Linked DNA regions of Mus musculus: region 1 is linked to region 2. The links are chromatin contacts, called in public HiCAR-type maps. All regions are on one chromosome and are shown on one strand. The core of a region is the stretch at or near the end of the contact, and the rest is flanking DNA. Distances in the headings are between cores, read along the strand shown.

What was found. HiCAR-type assays count read pairs that join an accessible place to other places.
Region 1: a contact with region 2 is called in a HiCAR-type map of astrocytes, with 8 times the contacts expected there. The contact joins the promoter of Ntan1 here to the promoter of 2610020C07Rik in region 2. A contact is called at or near these places in 1 of 39 promoter capture datasets (cranial neural crest) and 4 of 115 datasets of contacts at active chromatin or transcription factors (astrocytes, embryonic forebrain, pro-B cells and 1 more).

What each region holds. Positions count from the first base shown.
Region 1 is chr16:13,817,682-13,821,904 of GRCm38.p6, reverse strand. Ntan1 (N-terminal Asn amidase) reads right to left here and starts at 2,654. Exons shown (of 10, transcript NM_010946.4): 1 at 2,469-2,654. The coding sequence starts at 2,549.
Region 2 is chr16:11,200,733-11,205,392 of GRCm38.p6, reverse strand. It overlaps 2610020C07Rik (RIKEN cDNA 2610020C07 gene), which reads right to left and starts at 2,010. Exons shown (of 3, transcript NR_038156.1): 1 at 1,646-2,010. It overlaps Rsl1d1 (ribosomal L1 domain containing 1), which reads left to right and starts at 2,101. Exons shown (of 9, transcript NM_025546.2): 1 at 2,101-2,242; 2 at 2,936-3,075; 3 at 3,963-4,098. The coding sequence starts at 2,138.

The DNA.
Region 1 (4,223 bases), core at 1,405-3,904, 2.6 Mb before region 2:
AAGAAAGAAGAGAAAGACAAGAAGAGAAAAGAGAAAAGAGAAGAGAGAAGAGAAAAGAAAAGAAAAGAAAAGAAAAGAAAAGAAAAGAAAAGAAAAGAAGAGAAAAGAAAAAAGAGAAGGAGGAAGAAAGAAAGAGAAAGGAACGGACAGGGCACAGAGGAATAAGCCAGCCATGGTAGTTTATAGTTTACACTTGCAATCCTAGAACTTACAAGGCTGAGGCATACATGAGTGTGTGGAAGGCCAGCCTGGGCTATAGAGTGAAACTGTATCAGAAAAACCAAACCAAACTAAACAAGACAATATATAGTATGCTGTCATTCAAAAAGTAGATCATGAGTGGAGAGGGGAACTGCAGTCAGGATGTAATAATATATAAGAGAATAAATAAGAGAATAATTTTCTTATAACTTTTTTTTTCTTTTTGGTTTTTCCAGACAGGGTTTCTCTGTATAGCCCTGGCTGTCCTGGAACTCACTTTGCAGACCAGGCTGGCCTCAAACTTCAGAAATCCGCCTGCCTCTTCCTCCTGAGTGCTGAAATTAAAGGCGTGCGCCACCACGCCCAGCTGAGAATAATTTTTTTTAATGTATCATGATGGGCACATTGGATAATAACTCTAATCACAGTATCACTGAAGTAAGAGGTCTCAAGGCATTCACGGTCAGCTTGTCTCTCTGAAATAGAAAAGGAGGACAGGGCTCACACAGAGAGGATGCTGCAGTAGTTAAAACTGCTGTGGGAAACCTACCAGAAGTGGGGTCCCAGCACTCACAAGCCAAGACTCCCACACATGACTGTAACCCCAACTCTGAGGTGCGTGAGGCAAGAGGATGGCTAGGGCTTGCTCCATCCCAGCCTAGCTAAGACACATATTCAGGGAGAGACCGTGACTCAAAGGAATTACACACAGTGGAGAGACAGGTGCTTGATGCCACCTTCTGGCCTCCCTGTGCACACACATACACACTCACCTATGTGCGCATACATTCACACAGATAAGTACAGAAAGATCAGCATGTGCTAGTGCACATCTTTAACGCCAGCATGTGGGATGAAGGAGAGAGAAGAGCTCTTAGAGCCAGACGCCAGCCTACAGTGAGACTCCAGAGCAACACAGACCCTATCCCAAATCTTTTTAAACAGAAGATTGCCTAGCATATAAATAAAGTAGGGGAGGCAGAGGCAGGTAGATCTCAGAGTTTGAGGCCAGAATGGTCTACGGAACAAGTTCAGGACAGCCAAGGCTCCACAGAGAAATCCTGTCTCAAAAACAAAATTGAACCAAAACTTAGAAGAATGGTTGTGACCAAGGACCTGATTTTCTACTTTCCTCTACGGAGCCTTCACATCATCCCCTAAGGCAAGTGGGCCTGAAGTCCTCACTCCAACTGTTCCCCTGGCCTCTATGTGCAGCCCTCTTTGCCCTCCTCACTGGGGGCCTCCTTGGCCCCACTTCCCTGCTCTTGAAAACCAACTCTCCACTCTGCATCCTTTCTGGGCTGCGTCTCCCTAAATAAACCAAACCCTTGCTTCCGGAGACACCACCCTACATCACCTCGTCTCTGCCTCATGTAATGTGCTGCGTGGCCACTAAAACTACAAGTTTCAGACACAGGAGAGAGGCTCCTAAATCCTTGAAGTGCTGGAACTTTTCTTGTGTTATTTCTGGCTTCATCGACACAGTGTACAGTGCCTAGCCCGATTTGTAGGAGCCAGTATTAGGATCAGGCTGTCTTGAAATTCAAATTAACAGTCAGTCTCCCTGTCCCGTAGTTCTCAGGGGTCATTCTGCCCATTCACTTACCCAACAAATATTCGGTTAGCACAATGCCATCTGCTTTCAGGAAGCATTTGCTCCAGGAAGCAGATCCAGGGGAAGACAAAGCAAGTAAGCAGACAGAACCACAAACTCCACAGAGACGCAGTGCTTCACCTCTCAGAGGGAACGTGGGCATCTTTCCTTCAAGGCTATAACTGATTAGGAAACAGGTCCCGTCCTAGACTGTACTATGTGAGATCCATGGACGGGCTGAGTCCAAATTAGTATGTGGGATACTTGGTCATCACTGCCTTCACTATGAGCCCTCTTTCAGAAGTCCCCACAAGGAAAGAACAAGACTCCATCAGGGAGCAGTCCTCCCGGACCCAGCAACTTCCAAACGAATCCCTTATTTCTAGCTAAAAAATAATCCGCGCCCCTCTACGCCCTGGGGGGCAGGAATGAGCGCGCAAAGAACTGGGACCCCCGCCCACACCTTTCTGCAGCTGGGTAATGCGGGGATCCGCACGAGCGCCCCGACTTGCAGAGCCCGCCGAGTGTCCTCGCGCTGTGTACGCGCTGTGCGACCTTCCGTAAGTCACCTTAACCTCTCTGGGCCTCGTCTCACCAGGTCCCTAGTGAAAGCGCGTCGGCGGCCGGGCTGCGGAGTTCCCATCCGCCCCGAAAGCCCGGGTAGGTCGCTCACCTCCAGAGGCGGGTGCGCCCGGACCAGCTCCACAGCGGACCGTGGCAGACGGACGCGCTGCCCATCCACCAGCAGTGGCATCGTCTAGGCCGCCGCCAGGCCGAGTTAGGTGGCCACCGCCCCGCCCCGCCCCGCTCCGCTTCGCCCCGCCTCGGGGCATGCCACGCCCACCGTGGGCGCCGCGCCCACCGCGGACTCGGCCCGGATGTGTAGTCCAGGCGGACGTGGAGCAGCCCGAAGAGATCGAGGAGACGGAATAGCCCTTGGGCTGCAAGGCATCACGGGAGATGTAGTCCAAACTTTGTCGGCGTCCACTCACTACCCGTGTCCCTCCTGGCTGGTGCCAGCAGCTGTAGTCGCAGAGACTTGAGCATTAAGGACGCGGAAAGGAGAACCTCGAGGGTAGCCTCGCGCTTTGCGTCACCCAGCCCTGACCCCTGCCTCGGCCGAGTTGATTCGCAAAAGTTTATTCAGTCAACGTCCCTTTCAGCTGGCAGACGTAGTGCAGAAGGCGTGGGGAACCCGAGAATTGCGGCCCCAGCTAGCACCGCGGGGGCGTAAGCGCGGAAGAAACAGGGTCCTCACATATACCTGCTTTTGTTATATAACTCCTCCCCCTCACCCCCCACCCCCCAGTTATCCCGGATTGGTTAATGAAGGTGCCTACAGCCTGCAGCTGGGCAGAAGAGAAGTAGGAGGGGCTTGGGGTCTGACGCAGGGACCACAGGGAAGGAGAGCGGGAGTTTCTATTGGTGTACAATTCCACCAGGCTCAGGCCAAGAGCTACCCAGCAACAGCTTGTGTCATTGCCCGCTGCCCGCCAGGTGCAAGGCAAGTGTGACAGCAGCACCAGCATACAGAGGAGTCACTACCCCAGTTCTTTCACTCTCTATTCCCATGTGTTCTCAGGCAGCCTCTCTTCCCTCTCTTTGTCCTCCGCTTCTGCCCCTTTCTATATCCCTATTCATTTCATCTTTATATTTGATCTGTCTCAAGGTGTGATTCCTCAGGGGGATACCTTGACATGGGCCCGCCCACCGCATTATCCCGGAGCTTTATATTTCATAAGTTTCAGATAGGCTAGGAGGATGAACTGGAGCAATGAGGAAAGAGTCTGGAGCAAGATCATGAAAACACACGAAGCCCAAAGAACCTGACGATAAGAATTGGGGTCATGGGTGGGAGGTAGCCAGATTATCTTAAGAGGTTAACAGATCATTTAACTCCTCAGCTATTGAGGAGCTGCTTGGAATAAATCTTGTTTTCTCCGCGTGGTTAATGTTATGGAGACTAGCATGAGATAAAGAAATACAGTCGGGCAGTGGTGGAGTGGTGGCGCATGCCTTTAATCCCAGCACTTGGGAGGGAGAGAGGAGAGAGGAGAGAGAGAGGGGAGAGGGGAGAGGGGAGAGGGGAGAGGGGAGAGGGGAGAGGGAGAGGGAGGGAGAGGGAGAGGGAGAGAGAGAGGGAGGGAGAGAGAGAGAGAGAGAGAGAGAGAGAGAGAGAGAGAGAGAGAGGGAGAGAGAAATCCGGTTGCCAGATAAATCCGGTTTGAGGCCCTTATTTCTGCTGGTTTGGATCCTACCCATCATTATTTAGGCTTTAGTCTCATTCTGTGGTCTGACAAGTTTTTTTAGGTCTCATTGAGATCTCTTCTGGAGACAAGTTCCCCTTCAGAATGGTGCCATTGCCTTCTTCCAGCAGGAGATTCCTAGAGAAATTCACATTTCTTTGATTTTCTTTTATCTCCTTAAT
Region 2 (4,660 bases), core at 761-3,260:
GATAGAGAACGGCAGCTAAAATTAGCAAAGGCTTATTTGTGTTTTATGAGAAAGCTAGGAGCAGCACAGCTAAAGGGCTCTGACTTGGAGTCTCTCTTGTGTCTACAAAGAAGGCTTTCCTTCCACCTTCATGCATGTGGTTACTAGCTGGCTGCCCACGTAGTCTCACAGCATAGCATCTGGCTTCCCTCTCTCTAGGGAGGGCCACCTTACAAATGAGTGAATGAGAGGGAGTTGTAAAGACAAAAATTACACGCCTAACAGTAATCATAAGTCTAATTTCAGAAATGACACTGAGATGAGAGTATTGTTCTGTAGCCCAGAATGTAAGTGAAGTTTGGTAACTAGGCCCCCTGTCAGTTTTAAAAGCCTATTTCTTCAATTTTGCAATTCTTTGGCTCTAGACACTTACTGTTTCCAATCGCCTCAAGGATCTATCATCTGAATTCATGGAATTTCCTTGGCTCAAAAGTCTGGTGCTTGGGGCTGGAGAGATGGTGTCAAGAGTACTGCTTGCTCTTCCAGAAGACTACAGTTTGATTCTCAGCATTCGCACGGTGGTTTCCAACCATCTGTAATTCTAGTTCTAAGAGGATCTACACTAGCACTTCCCACATGTGGTGTACAGATACACAGGCAAGTAAAACATATACATAAAATAAAAAAGCCCTACTCCCAGCACTGGGAGGCAGAGGCAGGCAGATTCCTGTGAGCTAAAGGTCAGCCTGGCCTACAAAGTGAGATCCAGGGCAGCCAGGGCTGTTACACAGAGAAACCCTGTCTCGAAAAACCAAAAACGTCTGGTTCTCAAACTTGAATACAGGCAAGAGAACACCTAAGACCACCAATGCTCTTTGGAGTGTGTTAGCCTGCATACCTCAAGCCCAGTGTAGCAAGTCACTGCAATATGTTAAAAGTCCATCTTATACTAGATTCTAAATAGCCAAGTAGAAGCAGGTGCCAAGGACTTGTATTCTACAAGTTAAATTAGGACAAGGTCCTCCCTCAACAGACACTAGCAGAGCATGGTCCCTTCACAGGAGCACTTTTGGAAGACATCTGACAATGGAGAGCATTTTATTCCCACACAGCTAGCTGAACCTGTCACTATCCTTAACATTCACATAAAAATTTCTAAATAAATTATGTAACTGTGCCGGTACAAGGTGGGGGCAGGGGACTCGCTCACTCTTGTAAATCTAGCATCTGAGACGTAGAGGAGGAGGCTCACTCGGGTAACCCTGGGTGATATAGGAAGAGTTTGACTTAAGTGGGGGCGTATTGGTGGATGCTTTTAATCCTAGCACTCTGAAACCTGAAGCAGGAGGATCTCAGTGAGTTCGAGGTCAGACCTGTCTATATAGAGTTCCAGAATAGCCAGAATTGCCATAATAGAGACCCTGTCTCAATAATAGAGACCCTGTCTCAATAATACTCTGTCTCAATAGAGGCTCTGTCTCGAACTAATCGAAAATAAAAACTGGTGGTACTATTGAGAGCTCCCTGAACTGACTGAGAACAACCTCGAATACGGGGTATTGGGCACGGTCACCACAGTGGGCATGCTTGGCAACTACTCATAGGACGTTCTGGCGTATTCTCTCCTACACTAAAGTTATCCCTTCACACTCACGCAAGGTCTTACCTGGGCCGAAGCTCCTGAGAGACCGACTCATTTTTTCGTTTCTCGCGCAGCATCCCGCGCCTAGCGTTGGCAGTTTCTCTTTATTTCCTGGGAATACCACCAATTTGGGGAAACCGACGCCTGAAGCCAGAAAGGAATGGAGGAGCCACGGCTTCCCGCTCTGCAGAAGACAGCACGGGATTGAAGAGAGGGCTTTAGTCTCTCCTTAGGGCGCTCGCTCGGTGTCCTCCGGAAGGAGCGACAGGGTTTTTCAGGCCTGCAGCCTTAGAAAGAGTCGGAGGCAAAGGAGATGCTGCCGCTAGAATAACTCTGGGCACAGTCTACGACCGCAACACCATCTACCCAAGAGGGCGGGCCCAACATCTAATTTCGCGCCTCGCCGGAAATGACGTGATACCCCTCCCCCTCGCAGTGTTACTGACTGCTTTCCGGTTCCGGGCCTCCGGGCTGCGCATGAGCTCTGACTTCTACAGGCCTTCCACACGAGGCGACATGAAGGGCTCTGCGTCCGAATCTCCCAGTGCCTCGGTCGCTGAGGCGACCACCACCGACGTGCAAGTGACCCCGACCGCTCTTTTACAGCTGGACAGAGAGCAGGCGAGTGGCTTTTGGGGACGACGATTCGGGAAGCAGGGTGGTTAGGACCCGCGTTCGGCGCAGGGTGTGGGGCGAGAGGCTGGAAATGAAGTGGGCCCGCGACCGCGTGGGCTCTCCGGAGCTCGAGGCTGGCCTCTGGGAACGCACCCAGCGGGCTCGCTCTTCTCACACTTCTGGCCTGTTTGCCTCCTGTGGAAAGCGGGCTTCTGCGCTCGGTTCTGCAGCATCACAGGTCATGTGTCCGTGCACAAAGTGTTGGTAGCAGGGCCAACGCGCCTTTCCTGACCGCTTCCTTTCTCATAGAGGGCAGGAGAAGCTTCCGAATAGTCCTCTTACGTAGAAAGGACAACCTGTAAACAGATTTTGGAAGCAAGTCCTTAGATGTTTTAGACGGGTTCTTACATTGCAATGGGTACAAATTGTAATATCCCGATACGCTGATGAAATTTGCCCAATAGAAAGAGGAGCGCCAGGCTTTGTGGCGCACGCCTTTAATCCCAGCACACGGGAGACAGGCGAATCTTTTGAATTCGACGCCAGCCTGGACTAAGTATTCCAGGTTGGCCAGAGCTATATAGGAAAACCCTCTCTTGAAACGCCCCCCGCCCCCCAAAGGAGCAAAGGAAGCAGATATGTCTGTGTGGGAGCAATTAACATAGATTGAGAAAATTAACTTATTCTCTGTCTCTGCAGATTAGAAAGGCAGTGGAAGTAATATCTAATCGCTCAAAGTCCAAAAAAAACAATAATGAATTGCTGTTGAGTGGGAGCGAAAATTTATTTTTAATGGTGATATTATGGAAAATTCCAGAGAAAGAACTTCGGGTCAAAGTGTAAGTAATTATTTATCTCTTGAGAGTTGTTTGGTTGGATTTTTTTGTTTTTTGGCTGTTTTTTTTTTTTAACATTTATTTATTTTATGTATGTGAGTATACTGTTGCTGTCTTCAAACACACCAGAAGAGGGCATCAGACCTCATTACAGATGGTTGTGAGCCACCATGTGGTTGCTAGGAATTGAACACAGGATCTCTGGAAGGGCAGTCAGTGCTCTTAACCGCTGAGCCATCTCTCCAGCCGCCCACCCCCTTTAATTTTTAAAACTCAGAGTGTGAGTGTAAGAATGTGGGCCACATGTGTCCAGTGCTTGCAGAAGCCAAAAGAGGATGTCAGACCACCTAGACTGCAGAGATAAGAGGTTGTGAGCAGCCCAGTGTTGGTACAGGTGACAGAAATCAGATCTCCTGGGAAAGCAGCAAGTGCTCTTAACTGCTGAGTGTGTACAATCCTGCATTTGGTCTCTCTAGCCCAATATTTTCTCTTTTAGAGCCAGAAGTGGCAGAGGCAGGCAGATCTCTTGAATTCGAGGCCAGCCCTATCTTCAGAGCGTATTCTAAGACAGAGAAACAATGACATGAAAACAAATAACTAAAAATATTTTTAAAGAGCATTTATTTGTGTTTGTCTGTCTGTCTGGAGTATTGGGTGCACGCATGTGGCAGTCAGTGCCATTTCTCCCTACCATGTTGGTCCTGGAGCTTGAGCTCTGGTTGTTAGGCCTGGCACTGAGCACAGGTTTTCACCCACTGATTCATCTGGCTTGCCTGCATGTATTGTATGTTCTCCTTAGCTCTCCTAGGTCAACAATGACCTTGAATGAGAGTAAGCATGTGTTGTGAATAACCCACGTACTTTCTGGCCTTTTTTGTCGTGTTTTGCAGACCTTTGCCTCATAGCATTCTCTCCGAATCCTCAGATGTATGTCTCTTCACAAAAGATGAATTCGATTCACCTGAACAGACAGAAGGTTTCTATAAAAAGCTTTTGAAAAAACACGGAGTTAACACTATCTCTCAGGTAGGTGTGCTGATGCGTTGAAGTCCTTTCAAAGACTTCATAGAAATGAAGTACGATACACTGCTGTAATTCTTGATCTTTCAGGTCTATTTTCATTGTAATTTTATTTTATTCTTTTATGGCTATGATGTGTGTTCCTAACATGCATGCACCGTGTGGATGCAGGTGTCTTCCATGGCCAGAAAAGGGTTTGAAGTCTCCTGGAGTTAGGGTTTCAGGTGGTTGTAAGCTGCCTGATTGGTGTGGGAAATAAAACGCAGGTCCTTCAAAAGAGCGTCAAGTTCTCTTAACTACCAAGCCATCTCTCCAGCCCGTTTTTCTCTTTTTAATGTAATTGCCACTGTAATGTCATTGTTGGCTGTATTTGCTTTTGCTAAAGGTGGTATTCTGATTGGTGTCTGAAAAGCTAAATGCATGTCAGATTTCATATCTTATTTTTAGTTGTCTTGAGCAGAGTGCCTAAGGGAGAATGGGGTTCCCCGCAACTGGAGTTGTAGAAGGTTGTTTTCATGTGTTCTAAGAGCAGTCGGCTCCAAAGCACTGAGCCATCTATACTCCCGTT